Linked DNA regions of Mus musculus: region 2 is linked to region 1. Evidence: chromatin contacts called from public HiChIP or PLAC-seq data. All regions are on one chromosome and are shown on one strand. The core of a region is the stretch at or near the end of the contact, and the rest is flanking DNA. Distances in the headings are between cores, read along the strand shown. Region 1 overlaps Gm32008 (a long non-coding RNA gene). Region 2 overlaps Zmiz1 (zinc finger, MIZ-type containing 1).

The links. HiChIP or PLAC-seq counts read pairs in DNA pulled down with a chosen protein or histone mark.
Region 2: a contact with region 1 is called in an H3K4me3 HiChIP or PLAC-seq map of embryonic basal ganglia, with 6 times the contacts expected there. The contact joins two enhancer-like sites. A contact is called at or near these places in 1 of 484 Hi-C or Micro-C datasets (embryonic stem cells) and 1 of 115 datasets of contacts at active chromatin or transcription factors (embryonic basal ganglia).

Annotation. Positions count from the first base shown.
Region 1 is chr14:24,839,444-24,844,699 of GRCm38.p6, forward strand. All of the region lies in intron 2 of Gm32008 (a long non-coding RNA gene), which reads left to right. Among named protein-coding and RNA genes, the nearest start is that of Gm31951, 12 kb to the left of the region's middle. Within about 2 kb of position 2,813, at least 81 of the 459 cell types and tissues checked have an H3K27ac peak or open chromatin away from gene starts, as enhancers often do. A contact at or near this core is called in embryonic basal ganglia, where this site is marked.
Region 2 is chr14:25,547,512-25,552,515 of GRCm38.p6, forward strand. The region is part of intron 3 of Zmiz1 (zinc finger, MIZ-type containing 1); the gene reads left to right. Among named protein-coding and RNA genes, the nearest start is that of Mir3075, 16 kb to the left of the region's middle. Within about 2 kb of position 2,525, at least 61 of the 459 cell types and tissues checked have an H3K27ac peak or open chromatin away from gene starts, as enhancers often do. A contact at or near this core is called in embryonic basal ganglia, where this site is marked.

The DNA.
Region 1 (5,256 bases), core at 1,563-4,062:
AGAAGGGGGCGTGGCAAATGGAGTGGACAGGGCCATTTCTCAGAGTTACAGTTTTCTCAGAGTATATTGTAAAGTCCTCCTAGGAGAGAAAAGCTGTCGGTTTTTTGTTTTTTTCTTTCCATGAGAATTTAAGGAGAACAGACCACCAAGTGTGCAGAGTTGGGCTGAAGGCAAATGAGTGAATCTGGGTTTGAATCAGGTCTGTGGCCTGTAAAGTACCTCTCTGTCCCAAGATGTCCCCTGGGCTCTCTAAACCAGTCCCTTCTCTGCCTCCGGCTGGCAGGATAATGCTTCTGCCAAGACCACCAAAGGAAGCCTGGAACACGGAGCATTTTAGAGAAATGGGGACTCTAGAGGCCTGGAGAGATGGCTCAGAAGTTAAGAGTACTCGCTGCCTTACCAGAAGCAGAGTTTGCTTCTCAGCGCCCATAACAGGCAGCTTACTATAACTCCAGCACCAGGGGATATGACACCTTCTTTTGTCTTCTGTGGACACTCACACACACTGGACTTACACTCTCACAGACACAGATGCATACACACAAAGTCTTGGGGTGTTTGCTTTGTTTTGTTTTGTTTTGTTTTGTTTTGTTTTGTTTTGTTTTAGAGACAAGGTTTCTCTGTGTAGCCCTGACTGTCCTGGAACTTGCTGTGTAGACCAGGCTGTCCTGGAATTTGAAGATCTGCCTGCCCCCCAACCCCTACCAGTGCTGAAATTAAAGGTATGTGTCACCACTGCCAGACACAAAAGTAAAATCTTAAAAAACAAACAAACAAACAAAAAACAAAACAAAACAAAAAAACCAAGAACTAGCAAGAAAGAAAGCAGCAGCAAGAGATCCACTGCACATGGGTAGCAGGGGCTGGGAGACAGTGGACTGCCTTCTCAGCACTGTGGTTCCTTGTTGACCTGCCTCACTTTCTCTTACTCTCTAGGGAGTGGCCCACACTAGCTTTCTTATGATCACAAAGGGAAGGAAGGGGTTCTGATACTATTGATACCTCTTCTACCACTAAGTGGCCTGTGTGAAGTGTGACCTCATCTTTACCAGACATCCTCCTCATAAGCTTGAAGAACTAGCATCACGGGAGAACGACTTGCCAGAGGTGGGAGCACTTTCACCTTCCAGTGTGAATGAATGGTCTGAAAGAAGAATGGATGCTTTTTCCAAGGGTGGAGGTCAAAGGTCAGGATGGCTTAACACTGCCACAGGGGCTGGTCTCCCATCACTTGGACCTGCTTCTGGGGCACCCCCCACCTTCAGCCTGGTGGGTTAGGCTTGCTGCTGTCAGAGGACAGATGCCAAAGTGCTTTTGGCTTTCCTCTGTTTCTATTTTCTATCTTGATGGAAAAATTGTGATTTTCACACTGTCACGAAACCAATAGGTCTCTGACATATGTTTTTGTAATCTGTGTAGCTGGTTTCCTGTACTTCTGACAGTTCTATTACATGTCTGACAGTTATATGAAATTTTTCCTCTGGGAAGTTGAGGGGGGCAGGTGTCTCCCCCTCCCCAACCATTGTAACTCCCTCATCCTTACTCAAATTTATATTTGGAGACTAAAGAACAGCCTGCATACTTTTCTTGTTCCTGCCCTAAGTTGGATGCCAACATCCTCCTAGGAGGGAGAATGAGATTTACAACCAAGCCCCGTGGGGGAGCCCTGAACAACACGGGATGTGGGAAAGTAGGAGACCAGAGGATTCTGGGGCCAACTGTGTTAACTCCAGACTCCATTGTGAACAAAATAAACTGCTTGCCTTGGAGCACCCTGCCTCCAGCCCTTCTGTACCACCACCCCCATACCAGGGCAAAGAGGGTGGCTACATAGGGTGCCACGTAAAGAGGCCTGCATTACTGGCTCTGGCATGTGGGCATAGTGGTGGCTGTAGCCAATGCATATACATGTTTGCACACCTATGTGGCTTTGTGCAGAGTTCAGTGTCTCACCATGCTAGGTCCTAGGGTGACAAGGCTATACATGATTCCTCTATTTGGAAGCCCCTCGGGGCTATGTACCAATTTAGTGCTACACCCATGGATAGAGTTCCTTCCTGGGGAAGGTTCATTCTCTGGGCTGGGATTGCACATTGGAAGCAAACACGTCGACAGGAACATATCGAGGACAGTCTGTGTCCGAGGGGAGATGCTCGGACGTGTTTTGATTTAACTTGGCTGCTATTGCCTGCTGCTGAGGGCCCTATCTATCTTCAGGGCAAGTAGAAAAATAATAGAAACAGCAATGGTTGAAGACACTGGAGGGAAGAGAAAGATGGCCAGAGTCACTCCTGCCATGAGCACTGTCTGCCTGAGGAGGTGGGAGTCTGGCCACAGTGGCCCTGTCACTGCCTTGCTGGGTAGCTTTGGGCAAATCCCATTATCTCCCAGCCTCTGACCAATGAGGAAGCTCTGAACATTACCTTGGGGATTCTCTGTGAAGCACATATAATACGCTACTTGCCCCACAACGGCACTCCAGGCACTGCAAATGCAAAAGCCGATGCGGCATCTCAGCCTGCCTTCGAGATGTTATTTGGGTCCTCTCAATCGACTTAGCCACTCTGATTTTCCTGTCTATGGAAAACGAGGTGTTGCCATGGCAACTGCCACATTACACGGGTGCCGTACTGACGATGCCTCTGAGATACAGAGCAGCTTCTCAAAGAGATACACTTTTCAACATGTCATGTAGGATTCTGTACTTGTTAGGGAAAATCGCATTTCCAGCAAAATGACATGCTTCTCTTGGGCTTGCCGATGCGCGGCCCGTGCCTTCCTTAAACAAAGACTTTCATTCACTGCCTCTCTCCTGCCTGTCTGGCCTGCTACCATCGGCCACCCTTTGTGAGTCCCTAGTGCCCTTTACATAAAGCCTGAAGCTAAAGGCAAGGTGGTGGAGGGTTGGGTTCTGCTCCTCAGGCCCAGCCTCCAGAGCTGCCTCCCAGATGACACAGAGAGAGGCTCAGAGGCTAGGTTTCAGGGAGTAGCCAGGGCTCAGCCAGTTTTTAGCAGCTCCTCGATTTTAACCTGACCTGATTTCTCCAGGAAGTATTTGGAAGATGGTTTGTTCATGCTCTGGCCTTCTTCCAGGATTAACTGTAAGAAGGCCTTAGTAAGAAGTTGCTATCCCCTATGTGGCCCATGTCCTTACTGTGCCCATGTGTTTAGCATACATGTACTGGCTTTCTCTTCCCTGACAGAAGATGGGTTATGCATCAGGATAACACTGGCCTTGGCCCTGTCAGCCTGATAACCTAGGCTCCACAAGTTCATTGCTTGACATTGGTTCTGTTGTATGCCCAGAGGGCAGGTCAGCTGGGTACTCTGAGAAAGGGGAGTCTCCTGGCATCTCCAGATCCCATCCTCCTTGGGATACTGTGTGGAAGACCAAGAGTCCCTTTCTTTCAGATATCATGATGTAAATGATCTAGCTGGCTACCCCCAGTGAAGTCAGTATTGATCCAGGAATGAGTCCTGACTTGGGGAATTCAAATCAGTAGCCTCTTGCCCTTGAAGTCAACTTGTATGAACTGACCCGTGTTGCAGGGTTATATGGACCAGGTTGATAAAGGGACAGGAAAAAACCAGCAAGCATTAATGCATCCTGGTGAATTGATGAATGGATATCACAAGGTGCCTTCAAAGATCAGTGTTGAAAGATTTAATGTGGGCTCTGTTGAGGGCGGTGTCCTTGGCATTCACATGGGGCCCTTGGGACCTACTGGTCATGCACTGGGACAGACATGGCAAGTGACTCTGAGATACCTGGCTCAAGTGTGACTCTGCAAGCAGTCCAGGTGAAGTTCAGCTCAGTTTGTCAAAACTTCGTAAGCTCCTGGGTAACTACTTCAGGGTGCAATGGACTTCAGTCCTGATCCTGTGCAATTAAGAAACAGTGAAGTATGTGTCAGACTAGAGTCTAGGAAGGAATGGGTGGGTACTCATATAAATTACACCCAGTGCTAGGCATCAGTAATTCAGCTTTGAGAAAACCAGCCTTGACTGTTAGGCTCCTGATGAAGAAAGGAGACTGATACTATAGGTTCTGGTCAAGCCTTCAACTTCCCTGCAGACAAGTCCTTACTCAGGGTAACACTGCTCTACCATCCCTCATCCCTGAAGAGACTCAGCACCTGCACAGGGCCTCAAGCCAGAATCCTTTCTGTTTCTGCCTCCAGGAGCCTCAAACGGGTTCTCCCTGCCTCCATTAATCTAGCACATCTTCCACCTTGCAATATGATTATGTTTTCTAGCCTTCAACCCTGGTCGAGTTACTTTCCAGGTCAAATGCCTTCTGATGAGTCTTAGAACGAAGACCAGGTCCCCTCAATGTGGTAACAGGTTCTGCATGACTGGGTGTCTAGATATCAGTTCCTATTCACCCCTCAGCCATGTGCTCTTTGTGTCTAGTTAGTCATGTGTCATCTTTCAGGTCTCAGAAGGTTTCTCTTCTCCCTCTGGGCTGTCACCCAACCTGGCAGTCCCGTGTTCTCCATCTCCAGGCCTGGTTGCTTCCTCTTATTTACAACTCTTCTGCCCTGGTGTTAACCCACTACTTTCAAGAAAATGAGAATTGTCTCGGGTATAGGAGTCTGTGTTTGTCTCCCAAGCATCGTTCTTTCTTTCTTCTACAGAATCTCTTTGTGCTGGTTAAACTTATGTATGCCCATAAAACCATGGCTCCCAGACTCTCCTTCAGCCAGGTATAGTCATGTTGCTAAGTTCTAGTCCATAGCAAAAAATGGAAAGGCTCTTGGGAAATGTCCCAAGAAGGAACATGATTTTTCTACTTCTTCTTCCTGCAAGCTGGAATGCAAACTGATGCTGGAACTTGGGTATCCCTTGTTGAGCCAAGTCTGGAAGCTTATTGCTAAGAAAGGCAGAGGAGAGAAAGAAAAGGAACTTGGCTCTCCAATGACTGGAACGCCGCTCCCTTCCCGACCTCAGCCGTTCCAGATTGCTTATTTCAGACTTCTTTTATATGAGAGAGAAATAAGCTGCTATCTTGTTCTGTTATTTCTTGTAGCTCAGTCTAATTGGTGCAGGTGCAAGCCACTGAATACCTGCCAGTCTCAGATCTCCCCTTTAACCAGACATCGGGAGGGGCTGGTGTTCCAAGGTGGGTGCCTCTGCCTCTGCCAGCATCTATAATTCTCTCTGGCTTTTTTCCTCACAATCACAAGATGGCGTCAGCAGTTCCAAACATCAGCACTTTCAAGAGGTGGCTGAGATAGCTGAAGAGGGCAAAAGGCG
Region 2 (5,004 bases), core at 1,275-3,774, 710 kb after region 1:
CCACCCCACCCCCCAAAGCAGTGCCACAAAAACAGTGGAAAAGTGAGCCTGCTCCAAGGCTGTTTCCACTGTAAACAGTGGCTCTTCAGCTGGTCCCCAGCCTCCTGAGTCAGGGCCAGACTCCTCCACCCTGCCTGAGAAGTACCTCAGCTGCCCTCCAGCCCGACAGTGGCCCACTCATAGAAGAAGCTCTCTGAGCCTTACTTGCACTTTAGATATAATCTGTCAAGACCCCTTTGTCTTCATGCACAGCCTGTGAAGTGAGAAGGCAAGTTCAGGAAGCACATCGGCACACAGAGAAGGACAGAGCATGACCAGTGTCACACAGTAAAGACAAGGCTGACACAGTCTTCTTCTGGGACTGCGGGTCTCAGAGAAAGATTCTGAGTGGTGTTCACTGTCTGATGCAACCTGGGTTTCTTTGAGTTTGTGCCATAAACTCAGGAAGGCAGCAGCATTTAGTGGGAGCCACATCTTCGTTGCCGATTTTAATAATGTCCTGTTTTCCTTAGTAACGCGTGTTACTTGTGGCCAGCCTGACAGTCACAGAAGTGGAAGGAGAAAAACAGAACTGCCCTGACTCTGCCCAAGGGTTCCTTCTTGCCTTGCACTGGGCTCCCCGCCTCCCCCCCACCCCCTACCCCGCCTTGTCACTTCCTAAGATCCTTTCATCTGTTGATCGTACGTCATGAGCAGATTTTGAGGGTCACTGTTTTTAAAAACCAGGGTTCTTCATGGCCCCAAGGAGAGAATGAGAGTACGTGACAGTTAGTTTTCTCCTGCCCACACTTGCTAGGATGGGTGCTACCAAGGATGCCATGAGGAGGTGCCCACCCTACAAGGAAGCTTCTAGAGAAGGTGGATTTACATGGGCCTGGGAGCTAGGTACCAAGAGGCTCAGTTTTGTAGTTTGACATAGGTTGCCTGTGGTTCACCCTGAAGCCAACTCAGCTGTGCCCAAGCTCTTTCTGTTAACTGCAAACATGACAATGCCTTCCTCCATTCACTTGGTCCAGATGTCAGTATCGAGTGCCTTCTGTATCTGTGTGCAAATGGTTAGGAAAGCCAAAAAAAAATAAAAAAGGCCTCAGGCCCCCACCTTCCCCTCCTGTCACCCGCTATGCCCCAGAAACCCAGCCAGGTCCCTCTTTGGAACCCTCACCAAGTCAGATCTGGAGGCCAGCTGGGCTGTGGGGGCAGCAGAGGTTCCAGGAGGAGCTATCTCCGGTCCCCTCCATCCGCCGACGTCCTTGGTGGCCCTGAGACAGCTTTATGGAGGACAGATTGAGGCTGTCTCCCTCCTGGCAGGTTTATTTCTTCATCTTTCAAACCCTGCTCTGATTTTTTCCACCTTGGCCTTCCCACCCCCACTGGCTGCCTGGCAAGCTTCCTCTCCCTCCCCGTCATCTGTCAGCCTGGCGAGGCAGAGGGCCACTGGCCTCCCAGGTGATTGACTTATGGGAGAGGCAGGCCAGGCTCTGCAGGAGTCCTTTTGGCTTCCTGCCTGGGAGAAGACTGGGGAGACTGGTAGGGTGGCCACTGTGAGCCATGAGGCCCCAGTGTGTCTCCACTCCATTTAGACAGCCCTGCCTGCTGGCCAGGCCACCCCTGCTCAGGCCTCAGTTTCCCTTCCGGAAGGAAAGGCATGCCCAGAGCTAGCAGAAGGCAAGATGGTCAGAGCAGCCGACTTCTGCCTCATTATGGAACACTTCCTAAACGATGCTGTCACTGAGCTGGAGATCAGAGATACATGGAGGAAGAAGAGAAGGGAGATACACATTTATAAAGAGCCTACTGCGTGCAGCTACCACCACCCCTGCCCCCAACAGCAACCTAAAGAGATAGTCATTGGTAGCAACAGGTCAGAATTATTTTGACAGGTCGGCAGGCTTTACTTATTTGCTGTTAGTTATTTTCTTTTCTTTCTTTTTTTTTAAAGATTTATTTATTTCATGTATGTAAGTATACCTTACTTACAAGTACACCGTCGTACACAAGTATAAGTAGTTACAAGTACACTTACAAGTACACCGTCGCTGCCTTCAGACACGCCAGAAGAAAGCATCAGATCCCATTACAGATGGTTGTGAGCTCCCATGTGGTTGCTGGGATTTGAACTCAGGACCTCTGGAAGAGCAGTCAGTACTCTTAACCTCTGAGCCATCTCTCCAGCCCAGTTATTTTTCTTAAAGACAGTCTTGTTATGCAAATCAATCTGGACTTGGAGGCAGTATGTAACCCAGGATAGCCTGCAGCTCTTAGCTGTCCTATTGTCTCAGTGTCTGAGTGCATGGATAACAGGTCTGTATGGCTTGCCAGCCTTGGCTGTGTGTTTGTAGAAGCAAGGGATTCCGGACCCCTGGGTCCTATAGATGGTTAGGCAATGAGGTAGAACTCAAAAAGAACTAGGGGAACTTGATTGTACCAAAGAGAGACCAGAGACACAAGCTAGAAGTAGAGCCCTGTTCTGCCCAGGTCCTGTATCCTACTCACTCTTTGTGGCATTGAGCCACTTCTGATCTGACTGTTGGCAAGAAGGACTTGCCATTCCAGCTGGCACTGCCCAGCCTGTGCTTGCCATGGTAGACTAAGAACTTGGTGGCTTCAAGGTTTATCTCTTTCTCACAAGCCCGTGTCTGACCCTCTGCTAGTCAGGCTCCACCTGCTGTCTCTTCCCCAGACAGGAAGGAGGGGCAAGAGGGAAACCCCCAACACACACACACACACATACACACACACACACACACACACACACACACACACACACACACACACACACACACACATCACCACCACCACCACGCTGCTCCTGCAGTCTAGCTCATGGGAATGAAAAACACATTGGCTTCATTATCCTCGGATTGAATGAGCAGGGTTGCTATGGCAACAGCCATCTCAGGCCAGCAAGGGGGCAGGGAAGGGGTTGGTGAGACCGAAGCAAGTGGGGACCGGGCAGCGGGTGAGCAGGCACATCGGGTGGGTAGGCCACGGGAACAATTGTCATTTCTACCACCCGCCTTCTTCTGAGGCCCCTGGCTTCCAATCAGCAATCTTGCATGAGGAGAGGCAGCAAGGATCATGAAAGCAGCAGCATCCTTCCCTAACTTGCCCCTCTTTCTTTCCTATTTATCCCTTTCATGGAAGGGTGCCAGGGTGGTGGCAGGCTCACACCCAGAGCCATTCACTGGGCCCACTTTCCAACAGAGACCAGCCCAGGAGCTCCACTAGCCTCCTGGATACATGACTGAAAGAAGTACCAGGGTACACTTGAGTTCCGGGGATAGGTTATGAAAATGCTCACACAGCTCCAAGTTTCTGTCCTGGGATGCTGGCTCTCCAGGTTAAGGCAGGTGATGGTGGCATTGTGGAGGCTTCTCAGGTGCAGCCCTGAACTAATCCATTTCCTGACTCTTACCCTGCCTGAGCCAAGCATCCTGACGCCCATAATGGGCTCTTCCCTACCTATGGCCTTGATTTACCTGCCCTTCTACCATGTCAACTTTAGTGAGAAACTGAGGCTTGCGACTCATCTAGGACCACTGCACATGTCCATGTGTTTGGGGGGAGGAGGCATGGGAGGTCAGGACAATACAGCCTGATAGGGAACATCATTTCTCCAAGCTAGGCACTTGGTAGCCATTGTGATTGGACAGAAGATCCCATGGTCTTGGGTCCAGTGCCAGCCTCCTCTAGGGCCTGTGACAGCTTTCTTACCAGTCCTGGTGGCAGGAGATAGAACCAACAGCAGCAAGTTGTGGGCTTTTGGGTGGCCTTTCCTGGTGGGGAAGAACCATTGTGAGTGATCTAGGCCTGAATTTTTTACTCTGAGCCCTAGTCAGGGATTGGGGTGGTGGGGATGGGACAGTTCTGTGGTTCCATCCACAAATGGTCATGTTACTTCTGAGGAGATGAGCCGTGAGGGGGTGGATGGCCTGGAGTTGCCCCACTCTTGTGGAATATGCAGAAGGGAAAGGCTGCCCAGAGGCCACTCATGGTTCCCAAGCAAGCTGTAGATCTATCCCAGAGGCTGTTCCCAAATACAGGCTCTGGAGCCCATCTAAGGGACCCCGGGGACAGGCTAGAATTCAGTGCACTTAGCTTTGCCCCAGGGGTCGGCCACCTTGCCCCAAGTCTGAGGCCTGAGCTACTCCCCCTAACGTCAGATCAAGGGTGGGAAGAGTTTGCTGACCCTCTCTGACCATCGTCCATCACCTGTCCTCTCCACACCCACAGGCCCTCATTCCCCCATGGCATCTTCCCCAGCTCCTGACCTCCCATGATTCCATGGGGCTGTGTATCCTGGGCCCTCCTCCTAGTCACCACCAGGGCTACAGCCTGGCTCCACACCCACAGGTCTTTGGAGGGCAGCTGCCGGGCAAGCCTGTCATTTTCCCAGCTGGGGATTATAGGTTTGGGGTTTAGGGCGTCTTGGAGAGGAGGAGCCAGAAACCTGGTGTAGTGCCAGAGAGAGACACCTCACAGGAAGAGGGGAGGGAGTGGGGCTGTTTGGGCCTGGCTGGGGATTCCTGCCACTTGACTGGGATCTGTGTGTGTGTGTGTGTGTGTGTGTGTGTGTGTGTGTGTGTGTGTGTGTGTCTGTCTGTGTCTGTCTGTGTCTCTCTTTCTCTATGTGTTTCTGTGTGTGTGTCTGTCTGTCTGTCTCTCTTTATGTGTCTGTGTGTCTGTCTGTCTGTCTGTGTCTCTGTGTGTATATGTGTTTGTGTGTGTGTGTGTCTGTCTCTCTTTCTCTATGTGTCTCTGTGTGTGTGTGTCTGTCTGTCTGTCTGTCTGTCTGTGTCTCTGAGTGTATATGTGTTTGTGTGTGTGTGTGTGTGTGTGTGTCTGTCTCTGTCTGTCTCTCTTTCTCTATGTGTCTCTGAGTGTATATGTGTGTGTGTGTGTGTGTGTGTGTGTGTGTGTGTGTGTGTGTGTGTATTCCTGCCTCTCGTCAAGGTCAGAGCCTCTCTTTACTCTCACGATTTAATCCTCTCAATGAGTCTGAGG